Regions from separate parts of the Danio rerio genome. Here region 2 is linked to region 1. The links are chromatin contacts, called in public HiCAR-type maps. All regions are on one chromosome and are shown on one strand. The core of a region is the stretch at or near the end of the contact, and the rest is flanking DNA. Distances in the headings are between cores, read along the strand shown.

What was found. HiCAR-type assays count read pairs that join an accessible place to other places.
Region 2: a HiCAR-type map of caudal fin shows a contact between it and region 1, with 6 times the contacts expected there. The contact joins two enhancer-like sites. A contact is called at or near these places in 1 of 18 Hi-C or Micro-C datasets (an unstated tissue) and 1 of 4 datasets of contacts at active chromatin or transcription factors (caudal fin).

The regions. Positions count from the first base shown.
Region 1 is chr18:37,528,021-37,533,872 of GRCz12tu, reverse strand. All of the region lies in intron 2 of tiparp (TCDD-inducible poly(ADP-ribose) polymerase), which reads right to left. Among named protein-coding and RNA genes, the nearest start is that of tiparp, 15 kb to the right of the region's middle. Within about 2 kb of position 4,237, at least 22 of the 62 cell types and tissues checked have an H3K27ac peak or open chromatin away from gene starts, as enhancers often do. A contact at or near this core is called in caudal fin, where this site is marked.
Region 2 is chr18:37,818,621-37,824,500 of GRCz12tu, reverse strand. It overlaps lekr1 (Leucine-, glutamate- and lysine-rich protein 1), which reads right to left. Exons shown (of 13, transcript XM_073929990.1): 11 at 4,583-4,747; 12 at 440-706. Among named protein-coding and RNA genes, the nearest start is that of si:ch211-195m9.3, 190 kb to the left of the region's middle. Within about 2 kb of position 4,545, at least 1 of the 62 cell types and tissues checked has an H3K27ac peak or open chromatin away from gene starts, as enhancers often do. A contact at or near this core is called in caudal fin, where this site is marked.

The sequences.
Region 1 (5,852 bases), core at 2,988-5,487:
AACCTAATCTTGACACACTCAAAACCAATGCGGTTTATCAAGCTAATCATAGAATCACACAAGAAGGCACTGACAGGATGGGTGGACTGAGGCCTGAAAGAAACACTCAGAAGCGAACGTGGCGGACAGATGGAAGCTAGACTAAACACTGGAAGTCCAGAGCACAGGAGAGGAGGCTTAGCAGAGAGGAGATCTCAACATCCTCACAAATACATACACACAAAATACAATTAAACAGCAAGAGGCCAATTGTGAGCATTAGAAAGCCACTAAAACATGGCAATAGTAGACTAAACATGAGCACGCTGAGCAAAAACAATCCATGTTGCAATAATTGAAAAAAAAAGAGGGGGGTGGGTGGGGGGATGACTTCATAATATGCTGTGATTATTTTTTGGTAACTCAAAAGGAGACAGTTGAATTATGATAATACTTTGGGGTGTCTCTTGCTAAAAAAACCTTGTCATTATGTCTTTTTGTTTGTTACATTTAATAATAATTACATTTTAAAGAGATAGTTCAAACTAAAACAATTAATTTTGTCATCATTAACTCACCCTTGAGCTGTTTTAAAACGGATTGAGTTTTTTATTGTTGTCTGGATGAATGCAAAAGCAGATATTCTGGAGAATGTAGGAGAACAGTAACCATCGAGATACATAGTATTTGTTTTTACATCTATGGATGTCAATGGTTACAGATGTGCAACATTCTTGTGGAACAAGTAAAGTGTGAATTATTGATGGCAGAATTTGTATTTTTGGGTGAACTAACTATCTTTAAACATATTTAGCTTGATTTTCAGACTATTAACATAATATTTTATACAGAAATATACCACCCATCTAAAAGTTTTTCATGAGCAGCCAAAACTGTCATCAAAGTCAAAAGATCATGCAGAATAAGCAAATGACACTCACACAGCGTCATTCTGCCTGTGAAACCATGCCAATAATAGACACCAAGTCTGATCTCAAAAATGCCTGACAAACAAAACCAGAGCCAGAGTTCATGTGCCTGTGTGAACAAAATTGAGAGAGGGACGAAGATGCTTATCATTGCTGTGTTAACTGACCTACTGAACTGCGTCAGCAGACCACGTATACATTACCGTGAACCAGCCACTCACACAGAAAACACAACCACCATGAGACTCCCACACACACTGATGTCTAACAGGGTTTCCTGGCAGTCCTTGGCAAAATTAAGACCATTACGTAAACAAGTTAAAGAGTAACAACAATCTGAAAACAAGATTCTGTCATAAATCTCGTGTTGTTCCAATCCATATGACTGATACAACTCAAAACTACACATATAAACATCTGATTTGCAAATAAATCACACTTTTGGTTGAGATTGTTGCTCACTTCACGATAACACTGGAAATTAATAACCAAAACTAAATTTGGAAAGAAGGAAAGAAAGAAATGCAAAAGCATATAACAGAACTCATTCATTCATTCATTCATTCATTCATTCATTTTGCTTCGGCTTAGTTGCTTGTTTATTAGGGGTTGTTTAATGCAGTGCATGCCCTTCCAGCTGTAACCCAGTACTGGCAAACTACCATACACGCTCACATGCACAAACATACGCAACAGCCAATTTAGTTTATTTAATTTACCTATTTACTTTATTCTTTGTGTACAAGCAGACACAGCCATTTAAAATTTTTTTTGGCTCGAGACTTCCGGTCTCATTCACTTCCATTCATTTTTAGAGGTTAAAAACAGTTTGTTATGCTGCTTGATGTTGCAAACTTATATTTCTTATTATATTATTTTACTTAGTCTTTATAAACATGCAAACACTTGTTTGTAGAGCAAGTAGTTTGACTGTTTACTGCCGTTTAGTATTCTTAGTCATTTCTCCCATAGGCAACTGATTCAGAAGTTCTAAAACAAAAACGAGTGCACTCCCATATCGCTAAATAAGGTCAATAGCGCATGTCTTTGGACTTTGGGGGAAACTGAAGCACCCGAAGGAAACCCACGCAAACACAGGGAGAACATGTAAACACAGAAATGCCAACTGATCCAGCCGGGACTTAAACTAGCTACTTTCTTGCTGTGAGTGCTAAACACTGAGTAAACATCTCACCCCATATTCAATGTATTGAATATTATATATTCTATAAATAAAACTGAAATGACACCTTTTCACAAAATCACCCATTCAGAATTGCCTAGCTTAACAATTTACTGGAATTGAAAATAAATATTAAATAATTAAACAATTGTGTGTTTTTAATTTAAATGTGTTTTCGCAATTTAGAAATAGGGTCGCTTCATAAGATTTTTGCTGTTGTTTTGAATTTTTTGGTCATTCACTATGTAAAAAAACAGTGTGAGAAAGTGAGTGAATGTTTCGACAAACTTATCATTCCAGAAAACTATTCTTTTAAGATCAAGACCCCAAAATCGACCGAAACGATCCCATCTCACTTTTTCATAGAAAAAGACACACATTATGTCCTCTCGACTGGAACACCGTGGGCTTCAATCATACACACCCAGGATCAGTCTAACGCAGCGTGTTCGGGACAGCCTGTCTTTCACAGACAGTTCCGGGCACACAAACACACATTCTGCCCAAGCACACGGCCTCCGGCTCAGCCAACGTAAAACCCAACAGATAGACCATCTCCCGTGCTGTAGACCAGAACAAAACAGTTTCAGTACTTCCATCTGGCCGTCAGAGCCAAAGCACTAGATAACACCAGTCCAATAATAACAGCCAAACGTAACCATTTGAAGGCGTTAATGTCCTTCAGAACACAATTGTTACTCACAAATCCAGCATCAGGAGAACTGTTTGTGTTATCGCATGTCTGGAAAACATTCATTGGCTCAGAGGGGAAAAGCCAACATGGAGAGAACAGAACTGATGGCTCTGGAAAAAAAAAGCTAAAGAAATCGAAGCTAGCAACTTTATGTTCGCTTACACGGCAACATACTAAAAATACATTAGACAACGTTGTCAAAAATGATCCTCATTCTCACAGATCTGCAGAAAACGACACAACAACATCAACAGTTTCTCTAGAAACACTAGTTTCGTAGTGAGATTTTTTTTTCCTGTTTTTTTTTTATTCTGTTAATCAAGAGGGCATTTAATGAATCTAAAATTAATGTTAAATTTTTAAATATTTATACAAAATTGAAATAACTACTTATTGAATACATATTGTATGTAGTTTCAAATTAAAATAACATTTTAGTAACATTTTACTATTTTACCATTTATACTGTATTTTTGATTAAATAAATGCAGCCTTGGGGATTTTTAAAACATTTAAAAATCATGTTGATTCCAAACTTTTGATGGGTAGTGTATGTTAAAGTGAAGATGTTTTGACTGCATCTCGCTGATTGGTTATATCTTCGAAAATTTCTAGGACACAAATTTGACAATTTATGAAACATGGGAAGAGCATAAAAAACAAAAATCCCTGCTAAGACTAGGATGATTTTAAGCTAAATGGTCTCCTATTCTTGTCAATTCAATGTTTATAATATAGTTTAGCTATATTATATGTTTTTGCCACTATAAACAAGTCTTTTTTATTCATATTATAATTAGTTATATTACAATCATGCTATTATTTTACTTGTATTATTTTGGTTCATGTTTTTATATAATATTTAAAAATAACTTCAGTAAAGCTTTATTTCAGTTATTACTACTACTCCTATTTTTAATTACTACTAGTAGTTTTAATCAAGAAGTCAAAATGTTTAAGTAGATAAAATCATTTAATGGTTTAATAGAATGTGGCACGTTGACAATTCTAAAAAGCCTTGGACAAAACATAGCTCTTTTTCTCAGGAGAAAGCGTGAGAAGCAGAAAACATTTGTGACAATTGAGAAATTCCTCATTTGTATCTTTCCTCACTTGTAAGAAGCAGAAAAGGTTTTACTGAATGACACAAATCTTTTTCCTGAAAGCAGCTGAGCCGAGAATAAGGGAAACAACATGATCAGACCCCCTAGAATTTATGTACAAAATGTCCGCCCTGACATACCAAAATAAAAGCACTGTGCCTAACACAACAAACATTCACTGATCCACAGATGCAAAACTCAAGACGGGCCAGAGCTGGAGTTTCTTAACCGAACTGCAGCCACTTGTGAGTTTCACAACCCAAATCTCCTTCTGCAGGAATCACTGTGTTGCTAGTTTCGCTCCAGGGTGCTGCTGACTCATGCTTAGTCATCTGCGCTCAATACAGCAGCAGAGATACGCTCGACAGTGCCAACATCTGTCCTCAGGGCACGGGGACTGAGAAGGGTAGTGTGTGTGGACACCGCACTTTCCCTCCACCTGCATCTAAAGCAGGAGCAAACAAAAGCCATTAGCGAGAAACGATGGCTATCACTTCCCCAAGTGAAAACATCAACAACAAAACAGACGAGAGAAAACTGGTTCTTGGTAAATGAACAAGCTCTTTAGAGCTTAGTCTGTTTCTTTCTGTTCTTTCTCTTCTCAATGCTTGTTCTTTGTCCAGAACTCTCTGCTTGTACAATGAGGTACAATAATGAAAGAACAGGGCATTCTGGGATTACGGAGGAATGGGTAGAGAAGTGACTGCACCAGGAGGTAAAGACAACATGAAATGAGATTGAGTCAAGAGAATTACACCGCGTCTCAGAACAGATAGAGCTCTCTCGGTACTCCATTTGTGTCATTTATTACATCATTTTGCAGATGTAATTATCTATAGCAACCTGTAAAGCCGACAATGGAAAGTATCGTAGCGTAGCTTCCATTTCACGACATGGTGCGCTTTTACACAAACACATGTGAATTTGTGTAATGCTGATCAGCTCATGTTACCTTTTTCTTTTGGGAGTGCATCAAGGTATGCGACACCCAGTAAGATGTGTTTCTCTGCAGCGCGCACACACATACACACACATTTGTGGCGGCTTTCCTGACAAGCTAGGATTCACAGTGGCTCACCCACACACACTTTTCATTTTCACACAAGTGCTCGCTTCTTTTTCAAGCATGGCATGCCGAACCTGAGTCGACCACCTGTGCACTGGGTAACCATGGAGACCATTATCCATCAGAGCGCCTGACGGACTGAGTAATAGCATGGTGACAACAATAGAAATCCCAGTGTCCCCTTACCCTGCCTCACAGACAAAACTGCGGTCAGCCCATACACACACAGGACCACCAGACAGCTTCAAACCTCTTGTCCTTTATGCCTCTTTCCCTCTCAAACACTAAAAATAATCTCCCAGCCATTAAATTAAGTGCAAACACTGATTCCCTCTGCACTCATCAGCACAACCTACTTATGAAGCTCTAGAATTATCTAGTCCATCTCTGTGGCTCAATTCTGAAAGTAGAAAAAAATGAGTGGACACAAAGGATTCAATCTGATCTACATAGAAGAACATGAATGGGTAGCCAATAATCAGGATGCACAGAGTGTAATTAAATGGTGTTAAGGAAAACACAGAGAAGAAGAGAGAGATGAGCTGTGGATAAGCCAGTTTTACCTCTCTTTATCTCTCCCTTACCTGTGAGGTGGAGTCACGGGTGAATAACCTGTTCTGCTCTTCCTGTAAGCCCGGCTAAAGCGCTCCGTCACTTTGATGTCCCCCTGACCCAATCATAAGGCAGTGTTCATCGTCACGGTGACCATGACCTGTAACTGCCTGATGATTCACGCTGAGATCAGCCAGTACACACACACCCTCATTTGACTTGGTTAGATATAAAAGGACAGGGAGCAACGAGCATTTAAAAACATTATCCAGCGATGATAAATTGCCTTGAATAAACTAAATAAAGTAAATTATTACACTACGGTAACCTTTAAAAGCCAGTTTAA
Region 2 (5,880 bases), core at 3,296-5,795, 290 kb before region 1:
AAAAAAGAAAACTTGATACAATTTGAATTACTCAAAACCTATTCCTTGATAAATGTTCTATTATATTACAATCATATATTATAATATATTAGTTCAATAGGTGGGTGTATTTTCAGGTCACATTTTATGCTGATGTATGGTGTTACAATAATGGATTTTTTTATTTTTTACAATACATACCAAATCAAACCAAAAACCCGAGACTACAGAACTTTGATACAAACCGAATCTGCAATTTTTTGAACCTTATATATGAAATGTGTCTACTTCTAGCTGCTATTTTTTTCTTATGGAGTGCTTAGAAATGGTGTAAATGTGCAGTCTGCTTTATCCATTTCTGAACTGAAAGGCTCTGGCTCAAGTAAATTGATAGCTTTTCTCAATCTCTCAAATTCTGGGTTCAAATGTGTAAGAAGACAGATGGAGAGTTGTGCCTCACCTCTTTCTCTAGGATGACCCTCTCTTCTTGGAGTTGCTGTATGTTACTGTGAGCCTTGTTCAGCTCTAGTGTTTTCTGCCGCAGCTCCTGCAAGGTGTACTGCAGCTGTGCCTCTGCTGTCCTGCGTTCCTGCAGTAACTGCTGCTGCCTCTGAGAGGAGCTCTCATGAATATGTTGCATCTCCTTCTCTTGCTCTTTAACACGCTCCTGCAGCACCGACAATTTCTCTTGGAGCACCTGTGTGGCTGAATGAATGACAGCGGGAATCTAGAGTGATAAATGTAAAGACATGAAAATACAGTTTGCATTAAATAAATAAATAAATAAATATTTGATGACTGCAACTACATACATCTGTATTTCCATCAGGGGCATTGCTAGGGTCAAAAGGGATAAGGGGCTTAGCCCCCTCCCACCCCCCGAATAGTTATTTTATTTTACCAAAACTACAGACATGTTTTACTATGAAAACAAATATTAAGCTTCATCAGTAGTTAGAACTATTCAGTTTTGCGAAACAGTTGTATTACCTCATTAGCATCAGCTCCTCAAAATAATGAATGAATTATGATGACGGGATTTTGTGACAACAGTGCCATTCCCACCTGCCGGTAGAAACAGGTACTGCTGAATAGCTGACTAATTACATGACACAAACGCTGCGTTAAGTGGAGCGCGTGATGTAAATGTTAATTTTAAGGACTTCGATATCAAAATAAATGTTTTTTTTTTTTTTTTTTTTAAGTGCAACATATTCCAAAAGATCAACGGCTTTTGACATTACATCAGTGGCTTAAGCCCCCAAAGCCCTCCCCCTCGCAACCCCACTGACTTCCATATCATCCTTCTGACTACACTTCAGAGAAATTTTAGATAAGATGTAGTCTTAAAAAAGAAACCTCTTTCCTCTTTCCTTTCAGATAAAAAATTCATATGTGAAATGTTTATTTATTGTATTTATGTTAAGTCCAATATAGCTATGAATGTAAAAAGCAATGCTAAGCACAAATAGTAAAGATCTGATTTGCACTATGTGCAAAAAAAAAAAAAAAAAGTTAGGTGGAAATAGCACTATAGTACTAGGTGGAAATAGCACAATTACAATATGTAGACATTAGGCAGAGATAACATTTAAACCAAGCACAATAGTGACAGATGTCATTTACACAATTGAGGATTATGCTACTTACACTAAATAAATATACAGTATTATATATTTGTACTATATGTAAAAAAAAAAAAAAAAAGTAGTTTTATTTCCAATAAGTGTATTTAGATGCTATTCTTGGTGCAAATAGACAGTTGCACCTCAGTAATAATGCTACATTCTAAAAAAGAAAAATAGTATATAGTGCGGGGCGGCACGATGGTGCAGCGGGTTGCACTATCGCCTCACAGCAAGAAGGTCACTGGTTCAACCCCCGGTTGGCATTTCTGTGTGGAGTTTGCATGGTCTCCTCGTGCTGGCGTGGGTTTCCTCCTTGTGCTCCGGTTTCCCCCACAGTACAAAGTAATGCGCTACAGGTGAATTGAATGAACTAAATTGGCCGTAGTGTATGTGTGAAAGAGGCGGTTCATTCCGCTGTAGCAACCCCGGATTAATAAAGGGACTAAACCGACAAAAAAAATTATAATAAACTAGTGTAAATCAGATTATCAATCAAACTGATGCTACCTTAAGACAACCCTACTATAATTTACTTTGGCTCTTATTCAGGTAAAACTAATACCTTTGTAATCTGTTATGCGATGCGTAGGCCCACATGGTATCTGCGCAGAAATCCGCAATCTTCGCAGATTTTTAGCCCATCGACTTGTGTAAATGTGTGCAAATGTATATTTATTCAGTTTTTATTCATTTTACGGATAGCATTGTAATATAATAATAATAATAATATTATTAAAATGTTCATATGATTTATTTACAATACAGTTTTTAAAGTATTTTTTTCTGTCTTTTAGTAGAGATATTATATAAGAGACTTGCTTTGTTTAACAAATAAGTGCATCTAATTGGATTTGCATTGTACTGTAAATATTATGGCCCAATGCCAATTCTATTTTTGTATCCCTACCCCTTCCCCTTTCCCCTTTGCCCTTACAACCAAGGTTTAAGGGGAAGGGCTTCAAAATGTACCCCTAAGAATTGGGACAGCACTACAGTACCTGCACACGTCATTATATGTCCTCACGATTTCTTGCTTCATATGAGATCAGACGATCGCCACTGCTGGAGTAATTCCAGTTGTGTTATTCTTTGGTATTTATCTACAGGAAATCACCAAAGGCATATATAATGTCATAATATCTATAATGGTAGAATTGGGATTGGCCCTAAATAAAAGGTAAAAATGTATTATTTGTTGATCTCAGAAATTAAGTTTTTAGTTATGATAGTCCTAAAACCATTCCGCATAAATCTGGTGTTTTTTTTTTTTACTAAATTATCTGCATAAACAGCAAAAAATGTCCGCAGATTCTGTCTGGACCTATAGCCATGAGTAGCAAAAAACCAATATGTATATATATTCATCTTTGGAATGACAGATACAAGTCCTGCACAGTGGCCAGAAAGATTTTGAGCCATTCTTCATGCAGAATAGTGGCCAGGTTACTATGTGATACATTTCTTGACTCAATCCTCCAAAATACCCCAAAGTAGCTTCATGATATTTAGCTATGGTGACTGTGCTGGCCACAGGAGATGTTCACAGTCATGTTGATCAAACCACTCTGTCACCAGTCTTACTGTGTGTATTGGTACATTATCAGCCTGACACACAGCAAGACCTTCAGGATACAATGTTTGAATCATTGGGTGCACATGGTCCTCCAGAATGGTTTGGTTGACCATGGTAGTCACGTGCCCATCTAGCACAAAAGAATGCCATGATATTATGAGACAAACCATCACTGATCCACCCCTATGCTTCGCACTGGGCATGCAACAGTCTCTGCAGGTGCACTTCTTTGGGGCTTCAAACAGTCTAAGATACACAATTAATTCTGCATTGAGTTGGGTAACTTGGTGCTATGCTGACAATATTCTGGATACTGTGGATCTTAATACATCATAAGGACTTGCTGTATTGTTCACTATGCATCAAGATATAAGAAGGGGCCACAATTAAAAGATGCACCTCCCTAACAGATAGACACTTGGTTAGCTAGTTAGTTAGCATGTTTGTTTTGACATCCCAGCAACCTGTCCTGAAGCACTGTCCCCATCCAAAATTCGCTACCCATAACAGACTTGCCAAGCAAACCCTCGCTATGGCATGCAGACAGACAAAACCTCTCAACATCATTTCTGGACCAATAGAGCTGCCTTCACTGATCTTCCTCTGGCTACACACACACACACACACACACACACACACACACACACACACACACACACACACACACACACACACACACACACACACACACACACACACACACAGTATCAGGCTAGAAAGGACAGACAGTAATCAGAAATTTCTGGGAGAAAGACATGGACACAGACACATGGAGCAGTAGATTAAAATGGGGCAAACATTAAACGCTGTTAAAGTTAGTATACTGGACTAAATCAATAATCATCTATTTTTTTTGATATTGAAATATGAAACAGCATTATTTTCTGCTCACAAATTAGATTAATTACTCAAGAAAATAAAAACTTATTGCTGTGGAATTGTTTATACATTATTCTATTCTTGAGTTGAAAAAGTAAGGCTTAAGTAAGAGATAAAAAATATTGTCTCTGTTATGGTTTAATAATCGATGTACCAGAGAGTTAAATAATTAGTCCAGTGGGAAACTGAGAGCGTGACTTGAGTCTTGTGTTCATGTACCCCAAGCTAGTCAAACATGTTTGTTCTTGTCCCAGGTTTATATTAAATATAATCAAATAAGGATGTCCAAGAAGACATTTTGATACTAAATTTGAAACTATGGTGAAGTACTTCGGTTTCCTTTTCTAAATCTTGGTAACCTTGACATATTTGTTGTAATATAGTTTTTGCTTCACAAAATAAATCGACTCATTGATAGTTATTGACACCCTGTAGATGAACTATTACTCAGATCAGCAACATTACTGTCCCACGATCAAGACATGGAGGTCACATGGGAGTGCCAGACATCAGCTGTTTGTACCTTGTTTTGTTGTTGCTGGATTTCATTCTGGTATTTGTTAAGCAGCTCCAGGTTTTTCTGTCTTTGAATGTCTAGCTCAATATGAGCTTCTCTTCTTAACTCTGTCTCTCGCTGTTTCAGCTGTTTATCCTGCTCAGCCTGTTTCTGCTGGAGAAAAGCCTCCATCTGTGTGCAGAAAATAAAGGTTAAATAAGGGATGAGGTCAAATAAAGTTTAGAAGTTGCATGAGAATTAGGTTGTTATTTGAGCAGTTAAACCATAAACTGAAGTTCAGTTCAGTTTAATGAAGCTATAGTTACATCAAATCCAATGTATTTCGGCCATACTAGAAAGTGCAGTGCTGTTTCTACACATATAAATATGGTTTTCATTAAATGAAATAAAGCTGAATTAGAATAAAAATAAACATTACATGAAACATGTTATATTCGTCTGGTTTTCTTATTAGTGATGCAAATGACAATCAGTATACAATTTTCAAGTCATCAAAGGTATAATTTGAATTTTATTGAACTTACATACCAATGATAAAAGTAGGTATTTTTATGGATCATAAAGAAATGAAAATGGTAATTTGTTGAATTTGCTGCACTAGGTCACATTTATTCAAATCAAATGCCAATTTAATCATAAACATCCAAAGAGGGTAGTGACCACTCTATGAGTTTCTTTCCTTTTTTGCCCATAGCATGCAATGCCACAGAGGTATTATTTACACCTTAAGATGGTGCATTGTCAGGTTCAAATATCTGTTTGCTGCTTTGTAATGTCAATTAAGGAGCTGCATTTTCAGAATATGATCATGGTTAATGTTTTTGTTTATATACCTTATGCTTTCATATCATGTCCAAGGCATTGCACTATTTAATGCTTTTCAGCTGCAAAGAGATTCAGTTTCTTACCCATATTGCTTGAAACCTGAGGTCTTCATAAAAACATGGAATGTCCTTCTTAAGTAGTTTTCCTTTAATTGGGCTCACCTAGCAATCTAATTATCACAGGGGTCTGATTTTAGTTATTGAAAGAGCACTGCGACAATTCACCTAATTCTCCGCCGACGAGTAGGCGCTGCCATTTGAATCTTTTTGGCTTGAGACTTCCGGTCTCATTCACTTCCATTAATTTTTTGACGTTAAAAACTGGTTGCTACGCTGCTTGTTGTTACAATTGGATATTTTCTTATTATAATATTCTACTTGGTCTGTATAGTCATGCAAACATTTGTTTGTAGAGCAAGTTTGTCCGTTTTCTGCCATTTATTATTCCTAGTCATTTCTCCCATAGGCAACTGAATCGGA